Regions from separate parts of the Gasterosteus aculeatus genome. Here region 2 is linked to region 1. A link is a contact called in public Hi-C data. All regions are on one chromosome and are shown on one strand. The core of a region is the stretch at or near the end of the contact, and the rest is flanking DNA. Distances in the headings are between cores, read along the strand shown.

Evidence for each region. A called contact is a pair of places that touch in the nucleus more often than the background predicts.
Region 2: a contact with region 1 is called in a Hi-C map of whole body, with 2.8 times the contacts expected there. The contact joins the enhancer-like site here to the promoter of mtcl2 in region 1. A contact is called at or near these places in 4 of 6 Hi-C or Micro-C datasets (skeletal muscle, tail fin and whole body).

What each region holds. Positions count from the first base shown.
Region 1 is chr2:15,442,934-15,449,051 of fGasAcu3.hap1.1, reverse strand. mtcl2 (microtubule crosslinking factor 2) reads right to left here and starts at 4,637. Exons shown (of 24, transcript XM_078086245.1): 1 at 3,275-4,637. The coding sequence starts at 4,234.
Region 2 is chr2:15,477,290-15,483,584 of fGasAcu3.hap1.1, reverse strand. It overlaps mtcl2 (microtubule crosslinking factor 2), which reads right to left. Exons shown (of 24, transcript XM_078086245.1): 5 at 2,370-2,432; 6 at 367-534. Among protein-coding and RNA genes, the nearest start is that of LOC144389403, 34 kb to the left of the region's middle. Within about 2 kb of position 3,209, at least 2 of the 9 cell types and tissues checked have open chromatin away from gene starts, as enhancers often do.

The DNA of each region.
Region 1 (6,118 bases), core at 3,388-5,887:
CTCTGGGGTAATTGAGAGCAAAGCAAAGTACATTCCTGCACTCTAAAAGCATAAAGTAGAAAATATCGGAAAAGAAGTCGTTATTTTAAAAAGTATGAAATACTACTCAAGAGTAAGCCAGTGCAAATGATTAATTTACTGTAACGCTATCACGTTCTCTTTTGGACGTATTGGAGATGAATTATTTATTCTAGCCTGAGAGCATGAGTTGCATCACCGGTGTGAATCGGATTGACGGTGCAGCTGAAATGAACCACACCCCATCACGAGAAGTCGCTGGGCTTCACGGGACAGCAGGCGAGCTGTTACACAACAGCGAGCTGTTAAGAGTGCGTGCTGTGTGCGTAGGGAGAAATATGTGTGTATGTGCGCATCTATTCATTTGTGCGCGTAAAGCAAATTAAGCAGAAGTCTTACGAGCGGCTGTAGTGAGAGTAGTAGTACTGCTGTCAAAATGTACTACAGTGGATAATGTGGGTCAGCCTCTGCTGAGCCTCTACTGCAGCAACAATGAGCCCTTGGGATGCGTGTGTGTGTGTGTGTGTTTGTATGGAAATAAACAGCAAGAAAGGGAGTGAGTGGGTAGGGTGTGTCTACGCTGCTACCAACAACAATGCGAGCAGGCGTGTTCACGGGTTATGATTAAGGTAACTTGACGACTTGTGCGGTTTGGTGTGTCTGCGTGTGCAATCTTAGGAAAGAGATCTGTGGATTGGGCTTAAACAGACCGCGGACATCTGCAACACAGAGGTGACGCGTGGCAAAGAAATGAAAAGGGAAGTGGGGACATCAAAGTAGAAAACGAGGACGAAGGAAGATCAGGAAAAGTAGAATTAAAGGCTTTAAAATGAAGGGGAGCGACGAATGGAACGAAGGGGGGGGTGGGGGGGGGCAGGAAGGAGAGGAAGAGAAAGATCAGAAGCAAAGGTGGAGAACAACGCGGATGGGAAAAACAGAGCATGGAATAAGTGCAGAGGGAGTTTAAAGACGCCAGCAGGGAGCGAGAGTGTGAGGACGCGAAGCGAGGGAGTGACTAGTTAATGTGGCGAGAGACTGAGACTGAGCGAGGTCGGTCCACTGACCTGCTTCACGCAGCCCAACACGGAGCGCAGCGAAGATGCTTTTCAGTCAGGAGATGGAATCAACCAATGAGACGTTGGATTTGAGTGATCTGCTGCGATAACCTTAACAACCACCTCTAAAGCTCACTAGTTAACAGGTAACACGTAGTTAAAGGTGAAAACAACACGGCCAGATGTTGTCGGGCCGAGCTGACCGGCTGCTTGCTGTAGCTTCATCCGAGGTAATAACATATTAGATTAGATCTGGATCAGATTCAACATATTCGCAGTACGAAATGTAAACAGTTGCTCAACCATCAGTTTGAATTGTTTTCACAAGAAAGTCATTACTAAGAAATAAGCTCCCGACAGAAAGAACGACTTGTTTTCGTCTGTCAACACGTCGCACAGAAATGCGGCACAAACACTGAAATATTAATTCACAATTACCGACTCCAGCAGCTGTTAGTTGTGTTGATCTACTAATTGTCAAACAAACAGTCATGGAGCTACTACTCAAACACAGACGGATGTAGAAGGATGCTCGGCAGCTCGGCAGCACTCGGATGCTGGGGAGAAAAACATAATCGGACTGAGAGCCAGAGATTGAGGGGCAGCTTGACTCCACAGCAGCAGCGTGTTGTTTTCCTCTTCTGGTTACTAAACAGGTGCTGCTCACAGCTGCAACAGCACCCACACCTCAATGCAAGGCCCCCCCAGGGAGAATCATGACAAGCGTCTAAAAACTCATATTGTTGCTCCATAAATGGCCTAAATTGAAACCAATCACGGCGACATAACAATAGGAAGCCATGAGGATCATCATTCATGGATAACATAACTAAAAGTAATAATCTAGTGAGTTGTATGGCGGTAATCCATCATTGAGAATAGCGTTATTGTGTAATGTCGTATGTCTGTGAGAGCGTTTACACCCGTAGTGACAAATCGCGTTGCAAAGGGGGAGAAGCTTTCCAGAAACATTCAATGGGGATTTTGCCTAATATATTGATTACTTGGTAAACTGAAGACCAACACTATTTGTATAGAGTAGGCCGACTGTTTACCACACAAAAGTCCACCATCACCTCCATCATTCGTGGCTGTTCATCAAAAAAGTTAGTGTGTCATAATTACTGATCAAATAGGTCAAATGGATCAAAGTATTCCTCCATCACATGTGCAGGAAACACTAAAACTCGAGACGCTTAATTCATTTGACATTTAGAAGTGGGCTTTTTGGAGGGGGGATCATAAGGAATACACTGTTTCATTCAAAGGTCATGTTTTTGTGATTCAATGAAGGAATAAAGTTCTTCTCACGCATGGTTTGAGTCAGAAATGTCATTTTTTGTCAATGTTTGCATCCATATCTGCTAATGACAACACAAAATGCTGCATTGTCATTTATCACAAGGCAAACACAGTTAAATTACCCAAATACTTCCAGCTCATTCGTGAACTTTGAATATTACCAGAATTTTACAACCCACGTGATTAATGAATGCAACTCTTTTTCAGGCTGAAGCTCCACCAACGTTCTCAAGCCTCCAACACAAGCTGACGAGGCGCCGGTTTAGGAAAGTCATCAGTCAACCTCCACAACCAATCGGTGACAATTATTGGCTTCTCTGGTTAGTGCTTGGGAACAAGTTAATATAATTCATCCTTCCTCTAATCAATCCCTCTAAAGGCCGGATGGAGCAGCTTGATAAATGTATGCATGCATGTATAAAACACGACTCTACTTTGTGGGAGCTGAGTGACGCCACCAGGGTCGAAACCTGACGACATGAGAGTCCAGGACCTGATGATGATCATGCGATGGGCTGGTTGTTGTTGTTTTTCGGATGGGGGGTGGGGGTTCAGTTTGACACAACACTCGAATTTCTGTGCTTTCCCATTTTCCCAACATTGTGCAAGAAAACGAAATCCCCTAAATTTCACTCCGCGTGAAGCGAGGCTGCATGTTTTCCCTGATGGAGCAGGCTTTGTTCATGACACCGCCACCCTTCTGGCAGTGAGTAGCCTTGGATGGCACCCAAAGGCATCTCTGCACACTGGGAAACAAGTCAGAGTGAACTGTGTAATAATAAACACCACGTTACCGAGTCACAGGCCGGGGGATCTTGGTGTGAGACACTTCCACCCGTTATAACGTAACGGACTGACTAATCTACACCTCCACAGACACTGATATAAAGGGGGGTTACCTTCAGGTAATCGTTCTCCGATCTCAGCTCCTCTATTTCCCGGACAAACTCCTCGTGCATGCCGTCCATGAACTCCTCCGTGAGGTCGGAGAAAGCCAGCGACGTGCTGGCAGGGACCCTGCTGTCAAACGAGGTGGCCGAGCGCTCCTCGCCGGGGGACACGCCGCCCTCCGCGGTCTCCGCGCCCAGGGACAGGCGGTCCCTGCAGTCCCTCTCCGCGGCGGAGGAACGGGCGCTCGTGGCGGCGGCGTGGCGGCGAGCTCTGTCCGCCAGCGCGCCGTCCCTGAGCGGCCTCTCCCCGTCCGGCCCGCCGCCCCGGCTGCTCCTGGACTCGGCGTCGCTGCTCGCCGCGTCGGCGGACAGCTTGTTTTCCTCAGAGGCGCAGTCCGACAGCTCGGAGCTGCTGTCGGTGGGGGACAGCTTCCCGGTGGCGCAGCCGGAGTCCTTGGACGCGTCGTCGGACCCGGTGCTGGCGTCCGACGCCTTCCTCCGGCCGCCGGTGCCCTTGGCCGCCTTGGCCGTCTTAGACGGCGTCGGGGAGGCTTTGCCCGCCAGCTTCCCGCCGCCGCTCTTCTCCGCCTTGCCGTCCTTCCCGGGGAGCCCCCCCACGGGGCTGCGCCGGGACACGCGGCTGCCCAGGTGGATGGCTCCCGGTTTGACGCTCAGCGTCGGGGTCCCGATCCCCCCGCGGATCTTGGTGAGCGACCAACCGGGCGCCTCCTTCGGTCTGGCCGGGGACGGCGCCCGGTTGATCTTCTTCTTCTTCTTCTCGCCCGGGGGACGGCCGCTCACCGTCGCGGAGGGCTCCGCGTGCCGCGGCTGCCCGCCGCCCGAGCCCTCCTCCGTCCCGGCTCCGCTGTCCATCTTCTGCCGGAGGAGATGGAGTCTCCGTTCCTTGGGCGAGGCGAAGACGACCTGAGTCGGGGCGCTGTGGACATCAACCTCCTTTGTTTTTGTCATTCATTCCGCTTGTGCCGACGCGAGAAGAACTGAAACAACAAAACAAAATAAAATAAAAACCCTCCGCCGTTCCGGTGAAAGACGAGGCAGAAGTTGGAGGGTCGATAAACAAAAAGGTGGCGATTCTCGCTCCGAGCACCGCGGGAGCAGCGAGGCGGGGAAGCCGGAAGCGGCGTCCGAAAGCTGCAGAAAACGCCGCGAATAATCCCGTTTCCCACCGCGCGTGTGGCCCAAAAAAAATGTATTAATGTATTCCTCTTTGTTGTAATGGAGCCGCGTCCTCTCTGCAGGGCGCCTGTCCCGGTGACACCAACGAGCCGGTCCCTGCTCACACTGTGGGGGGGGGGGGGGCGAACAGAACAGGGGAGGATGTGCTTCTCCCTCTCTGCGTTTCTCCGCCCAGATAACGGACCTGGAGGAGAGAGAGGGACGGGGGGGAGGGGGGGGGGGAGGGAGGGAGAGACTTCTGCAGCTCTCTGTCGCCGCCACTGCAGGATATTAGAAGACAGTAATAATGCTAAACAGAATAAAGTATGGATGCTCTGAGCGATGAAGCTGGATTCACCGGCATAGATCCAACAATATTTATTATTCATGGATAGATATTTTAAATGTAAAGCGGGAAAATAATTAAAGACCTTTCATTTTAGGAGATTTTTTACCTTAATGTCATTCTCAAAGACACAGACGACGTCTGTTGGTTTGCTTATCTTAAAACAATGTTAACCACAATGGATGGACGCAAATAAAGTACATAAATATGAAATATTAGCCTAAATGTGTCTTCTACAGTTGTTGAAATATTGGTGGAATTAGTTGTAGTAATAGTAGTATTGCGTTTGTATTAGTAGTAGTCGTAATAACAGTCAAATTAAAGTATTTGTAGCATCAGGAAAGGTTGCAGTCGAAGTACCAGTATGAGCAGTAGTACCAGTAGCAGTATTAGTGGTTTAGAGGCCATTACACATTTCCAATGTAAGTCTTAAACGGGAGAACACGATCCGACGCGTGTTCAGTGTGCTGCGTGTCTTTCAATCCTTTTAATCCGTATTCCGTAGCATTCAATTACCACGCCGATGCCCTTGCATTACATCGCACCTTGTTTACAGGCATACGACACGTTCAAAAACTGTTTGCTTTTCCATCCTCACCTGTTCTCATTAGCGGGCACTTACCTATATGCCTTTGTGCCTCAAAGTTACACAACAAAACCACTTTATGGCTCCAGGAAGTGGTAATACTAGAAACATTAGCAGCATTGGTCATTGTCGCACTAGTTATAGTGTTGGGATTCCTCTGACGCCATGACAAGGTCTGTCAGTAAAATATGTCTGAAAAGATTTAAGGAAGAAGGTTTATAAAATCAAGGCATACATTTAATCATGTCACATAATATCCGATTGAATAGAGGCCTAATGTGTTCCACCCAACAGACTGATACCAGTTAACGTTGGCTGTAAAGTTTCCCCCAAGTCAGCTGCTGATTTTGACATATAAACTCAATCCCAATGTCCATATAGATACAGATAATTGGCTTTTATAGAATATCCAAACTAATCTTTGACAAGATTATATACAGCTATTTATGTCATGATTAATTTACCTTATTAGACAGAAAGTCTCAACACATTCTCTGTTGCAGTCCCTATAACAGCATTACAGAGCAGGAACCTTTCTATCTATCTACATACATACCTTCTTACAGCACGTGTCCTGGTACGTACATCCACACGGTGCAAGAAGAAACCTTCCACGGTTAAAAGTGTGTTTCTGCAGTATTTCCTACAAGTGACAGGGACATTGTGTGGATGACCCGTTCTATTATTAAAGCTAAAAAGCGGAACGAGACATGCTTTAATCTCTAATAACAACCGTATTCATGTT
Region 2 (6,295 bases), core at 1,960-4,459, 36 kb before region 1:
CTGTTAATCGCACGCTTTTATCAGCGGTTTACCTTTTATTATATTGAAGGGCTTCTAAGTGTTTCTACCCTTTTCCATACAATCGTTTTACATCATGGATTGAGAGGACAATCCGTCCTACGAACAACAAAGTCCTGGATATTGAAATCCTCATCACATGTGACTGGAAAGTCAACTTCTCTCATGCAAACGGCCAGAGTGAGAGAGCTAAAGCGCATGAAGATGTCTGTTGTATTACTGTGACATCAGTGTGAAATGCTCCTTCATTGTGCGGTGATTTCTGACTCTAACTATTTCACAGCCTGGTTAACTAACCACTACATCGTCACAGGTCGCTGCCGCCCGTCCTCCTCCTCGTCCACTCACCTCCTCCACGGTGAGCGAGGCGTTGACGTCCCCGTACAGCGACCTGAACTTGGCCAGCTCCTCCTTCATGGCGTCGCCGTCCTTCACCAGTTTGGTCAGCTTCTTGCACATCAGGGCCGTCTCCTCCTTGGCGAAGTGGAGCTGACATTTAAGGTCCGAGCTGTCCTCCTGTGGAGACGGGACAGAGAGAGACATTAAGCGCGTCCGGACTGCTGCTTCGCGGAAGGGGCACACGTCTGTTAGGACAAAGTCGTGCTGCTGTTTGCTCCTCGTGAGGCATTACGGAAGAACACAAAAAAGGAGCAGAGCAAAGCAGCTACAGGACGGCTGTGTTTCTGTTGGAGAGCGAGCGTGTCTTTCTGTCCCCCGGGGGCCATAAATCAGCTTTAAACCGTTCCACTTGCTTCAGAGTTCATCGAAGGTCTCAACCTAAAAACTACCATGTATTGATGCGTGTATCTCCATTGTAAGCACTGCTGACCTGAGGTGTCCTCCTGCCGCTCACTCCTCACAAGCAGCTCTCTGGCTGGATTTGTTTTACTGCCTGTGGAGCATTTCCAACCACATTAAACGAGGACGAGCGCCAGCGGGTCGAGCGTTTATGGTATGTGGCTTGGAGAGGAAGCCCGGGCGCGGGTTAGCAGACGGGGGGAGATGTTGCTGAAAGAATTTACGTCACCGCAATCACCTTCTGTGGCGATAAGTCAGTCCTGTGGCTTTTTAATCTGTGTCTCCGTCAAACCTGATCTCATACACTTCTAACTCCCAGAATGCCTGGAAAAACAAGCCTTTCAGCTGTGGTTGAATTATTTTAGGGCCTCGGAAAAATGAAGGAGGCAAGGGGAGCTCAGAAACTGCTGTCAAGGAAAAAATTATCTTTTTGGTAGAGAAGTGAGGCAGAATGAAGAGGAGGTAGTGCGTCGTCGAGGCCTGATCTTAAACCCGAGCAAAAACAACAAGTGGGTTTTCCAAGGAATACAGTGAGGACAAATAACTGCAGGGTAAGATGGGGGAGAAAAGAGAGAAAAGGGTGACGAGGAGAAAATGCTGATGTATCTGCTCCGAGCGGCACACGGCTTGTTTGGACAGATAGCGAGATCCCCGGAGGAAACAGGTCGCAGACCACATCTGAGAGAGACGCATGCGCAGCCCAGATACGAGCCGCGAGGAGGACACGCACTCAAAAAAGGCTCAAACGTGACAGATCTCTGGACATGACAGAATCGGCGGTGCGGTGGCTACCGCTGTCGCCCGGCGGCAAGAAGGCCCTGCGGCAATTACTGGGTGGAGGAGTTTGTGAGCAGCCGCTCGGGTTAATTGTGACTCTGGATTGCCCGCAGTAATGCGAGAGTGAACGGTGGTCTGCGCCCTGTGATCGATTGACGAACGGTCCTCGGCGCATGCAGCGACTCCCTCGCCCGTGACTTTCTCCTCCGGCCGCCGCTCATCATTCACAGCTAGATTGCGCATGCACCAGTGAATACGCGTGTTTCCAAATGAGTCTGATCGTCCCCGTTTGAAGGAAGTGCTGCTCGGCGTTGAGACGCGTAGGAGGGAATAACTCACAGTTACGGTCAGCTGTAGTACATGTAATAACATTTCTGCACGCAGCTGCCTCTAGCGACGCTGACTCAACAAAAATATAATATTTACTTAAATATATTTCTTGTATTTAGGATATCGTCATCTGCTTACCTGGATACGGAGATTTGCAAACAGCCCAAACAGGGCTGTTGTTGTGGTAATAGGTGAAGTTGCAGTGTGTGACTGTGTATGTATAATAAACCAAATGTTATGTGTGGATACATGGTGGTTAACTATTTGTTATCCATTTTTTACACTTAGAATGACGCCCCCCCCCCCCTCCAGGTTTAAGTGTCTTATAGCTTTAGCTGCTGAAACAAGCATTGTAGTCAACTTTTGACAGCACTTTGTGTCTCTTATCGATTTGTTGGCCCATCTTGAGGAACATAAGGGTGTGTGTGTGTGTGTGTGTTTGTTACCTGTGGACAGAGCTTCTTGTCAGGTTTGTTGTTGGCTCGTGCTCCTCTTTTCCTCTGGGAGCTCTGAAACACAGACACATACAGAGTGGCGTTAGTGAGGACTGTCAACTGTCTGCGGCACAGAGCGAGCGCCTGCAGAGGAACAGTGTGCACTAAATACACTCGTTTACACTCATTATTTTCACGAGATCAATTTTGTATTTCCTCCTCTTGCAGACATTACGCTGAAATACACTAACTACCGCCCCTTGTTTTCCCAAAAACATTTATTTCACCGTCATCATATATGAAGAGAGCAACTGCCAGCTGATGCACAGGCATGACACAATAATGCACATAGTTGTTATTTTTGCAGACGTTGAAGACTGAATCTCCACAGTGTGCCAAGATGACCTCCGGTTAAAGCTCGTGAAAGGTATACTTTGACATTCGGTGTAGATCACATGACAAGTTCCTCTCTCTCTCACGCTGAGCCCCAGATGTCACAGTGACCCCGTAGCGATTTTGATCACCACGGCGACACGGATGATAAGAGTGTGGAATTACAGCCGTGAGGTGGAGGTAGAAATGTAAGAAGAGTGAGAAATAAAGGAGGAGAAGGTGACGTGAAAGGTATAAAAATTAAGAGGTGATCTCAGCCCTGATGACACAAACCAAAAATGTGGCTGCATTGCTACAAACTCACACACCCACACACACACACACACGCACACGAGTGTCGGCCCAGAGCATTAGACTCTCATAAATCATCATGCTTCCTTCTCTCAAGATCCAAGAGCAATCACGCAATCACACACACACACACACACACACACACACACACACTGGGGAGAGACGCTGCAGTACGAGGAGCTTAGCTCATCTGGCTCAATCCGTTTCCATGGAAACAAGCTACTCTCACTGCAACCAAGCATCGACAACAAAAGAAAGAGCTGGAGGGCAGAAAAGGTGAGAAAGGAAAGGACAAGAAAATAAGAAATAACTACTATAATTAGGTCATCATGTGTCCTTTTCATGTACCCCAAATGTAAATTGAAGGTTATTTTTTATGTTTGAAGTGAATTGTTGAAATATGGAAACCGTGGAGCTCTCGGGACTTTTCTCATTAATTCCTCTGATGCCTCTGAGGTGGAGTTTGCAGTGCGGCATCAGCATCTTTGTCTGATGTTTATTTCCAGTCTTACGCTCTGCATTTCATTTTCTGCCGCCATTCCCTCTCTCCTAGCTCCTTTCCTCTCCATATGTGTCACCTTTCCTACCTTAGCAACAGTTTATCGGGTCGCACGAAAACTAAATGTTCAATGAGCCTGATGGCAGAACCACTGATTTAGTCTGGATGTTGAGCAGATGTTGGGATTATTGGTTCAAACTCTCAGCTGAGCAGTGTTCACTTGCAGGCGGGGGGGCGCAGGGGGGCATTAAGACATCAATTAATTCATGCTAATTCATCCGAGGGCGATTTAGCGAGAGGAAAAAAAGAGATTGCGAAACAAAATCCCAATGCGTATTAGAAGTCACTTTTATGGAGAAATGACTATTAAAGGGAAAGTGTTTGAATATAAGGGCAGTTTGAAAGCTTTTTTAAACACGTGTCTAAGCTTTATGTTATTGTTTCGTAAACGTTGAAATAATTCAAGAGATCAGACAAATAAACCAATAAAACAAGCCTCTACTTTTCATCAGCCCTGTAAAAAACCCTCATAGTGAGAAGCACACGCATGTCACAGCACACGTTTTGGCAACATCGTCGATGGTGAACGACAGTGATAATAAGAGCAGCCCTGCCAGAGAGCGCTCTACTGACCGTGACATCACAGCGCGGCAGGAAATACCAAATGGCTGCAAAACCAACGACCTGCTGAGTCAGGCTGTCGAAACGGATCATCGTCAGGCTGAAGTGCGTCTCGCTTGCTTTCGGTTACAAGAAGCGCATGAGCCGTCGGTTTAAAGTCCAGATGTTAAGGCCCAACTTCTCCTTTTTACAACAGCAATTATCATTAATGTTCAATATTCGTTATGTTAAAGCACACACACACACACACACACACACACACACACACACACACACACACACACACACACACACACACACACACACACACGCACACACACACACACAGTGTGACCAGAGCCTGGCTCTCATGTTTCCAAGCCTGCAGGTCTTCAGTTACACTGCAGATAAGGTAACAGGTTGACTGCCATGTAATCTGATATTTAACAGCTCCTAGCGGTGTCCTCTGCTTTCCTAGCAAAGGTTTTGTCCGGTAACGTTTCACCGTATTTCACGGTCATCACATTGTTGATTCTACGAAAGGGACAAGCTGACGGTGGGGGGAGACGGATGAAAGGACAACAACGGGGGAGGAAAAAAAGGACGTCAAAGGCAGCGATCTGTGGATGAATGTCCAAAGACATGAATGCCCGCCAGGCCCGTCCTCTTCCTGACGGAGGAAAAGCGCTGTGGACAGAGAGGGAAGGAGGAGGAGACGGTCACTGGGGGGGTTGGATGAGGATGAGGCTGCGATCAGGGAGAACATGTGGGCCACGTACGCTGAGAACAACGTTGAAACTGAATACAGGCTGGAAAGCACACCGCAAATATTCGTAGAGAACTGTGTAGAAATGCAAATACATTTAGCCGGACGAGAGGCCACAAAAAACTGTGCCGGGTTGAGATGCTGCCGTCCGTGCGACAGACCGGAGCAAAGTTTCTCCCGAGTGCCGACGTGGTTTCCGAGTGGAAATGGCTTCGACGGCTCCGTCAGGTTGCCGCCCGTCGCGCAGGTTAACCGACAATAAATGGGACGTCCCTCTGAGAAAGGGAGAGAGGAAGCGGCACAGGAATGTGATTGGCTCCGGGCGTACGGACTCACCGGAGGCAACAAGGCGTGAAATCCCAAAGAGCCGCCCGGCGAGCGGGAGGAAACCATTTAATCGTTTCTTTTTTCCAAGCAGGGACGTGTAGCATTTTCTTTTGGGGCACTCTGCGTCTCCAGTAGAATAAACACACAGCAGCCTCTCAGCCGGGTGAGGACCAGTCGACCGGCCCGGAGGGGACCAGCCTAGCTTAGCTTAGCACGAGGACAGAAAGCCGAGGGAAACAGCTGGTCCGTCTCTCCCAAAAACATCTGCCTTTTCTTTAAAGCTGAGCTAAAAAAAAAATATTTAAATGACTACATTTTAATTTAGATTTAGAATTTTTTTCGGTGGAGTTACTGAAACTCTCTTCCCTCCTTCAAAGCACATCTTTGCAAGAGCCAACGACCGCATTGGTGGGTTGCTTTTAGGAGAAACGTGTGTGTGTGTGTGTGTGGGTTTGTGGAGGGGAAAGTGATTTATTTGAAGTGCAGGCGACGGGCCAATCTCAGCCTGAAGAGCACCACACTCACGTCTCTCTATCATCACCGCCACACACACACTGGAACGAAGACATCGCACAATGAGTTGCTTAACTACGCCGTGTGTGTGTGAGTGTGTGTGGGGGGGGGGGGGGTAACGATGGATGGAAGTGATGTTTTACGCTAGAATAGTGCTATTTACGGCGTAAAATCAATCCAAGAATGTTAATATAGCGTCAGAAACGGACGCCTGAAAACAAACTCTAACCCCACACGTGCTCTTCACAGCTGATAACAGCTGGATTAAGAAAAAAACATTTCTGTTGGCGCTTCGAGCATAAAAGCCTGTTTGTCTGCTGCCATGTTGTGAATTGAGGATCACAAATGAAATACATGTGCGTCTTTGCCTTCCAGTTGTTCAGTTGTTTGCTTTGGTCTATATCGAGCTTTACATCACCTTAAACATGCGGCAAACAGTGCTGCTGTGTTTGTTTTGTTTGTTACTTCCGTCATTTATAAAAACATTTAAAATGTAGAAAGAAATAAAAGAGAGAAAGGAAAATATAATACATGTCCAACATGAAACTG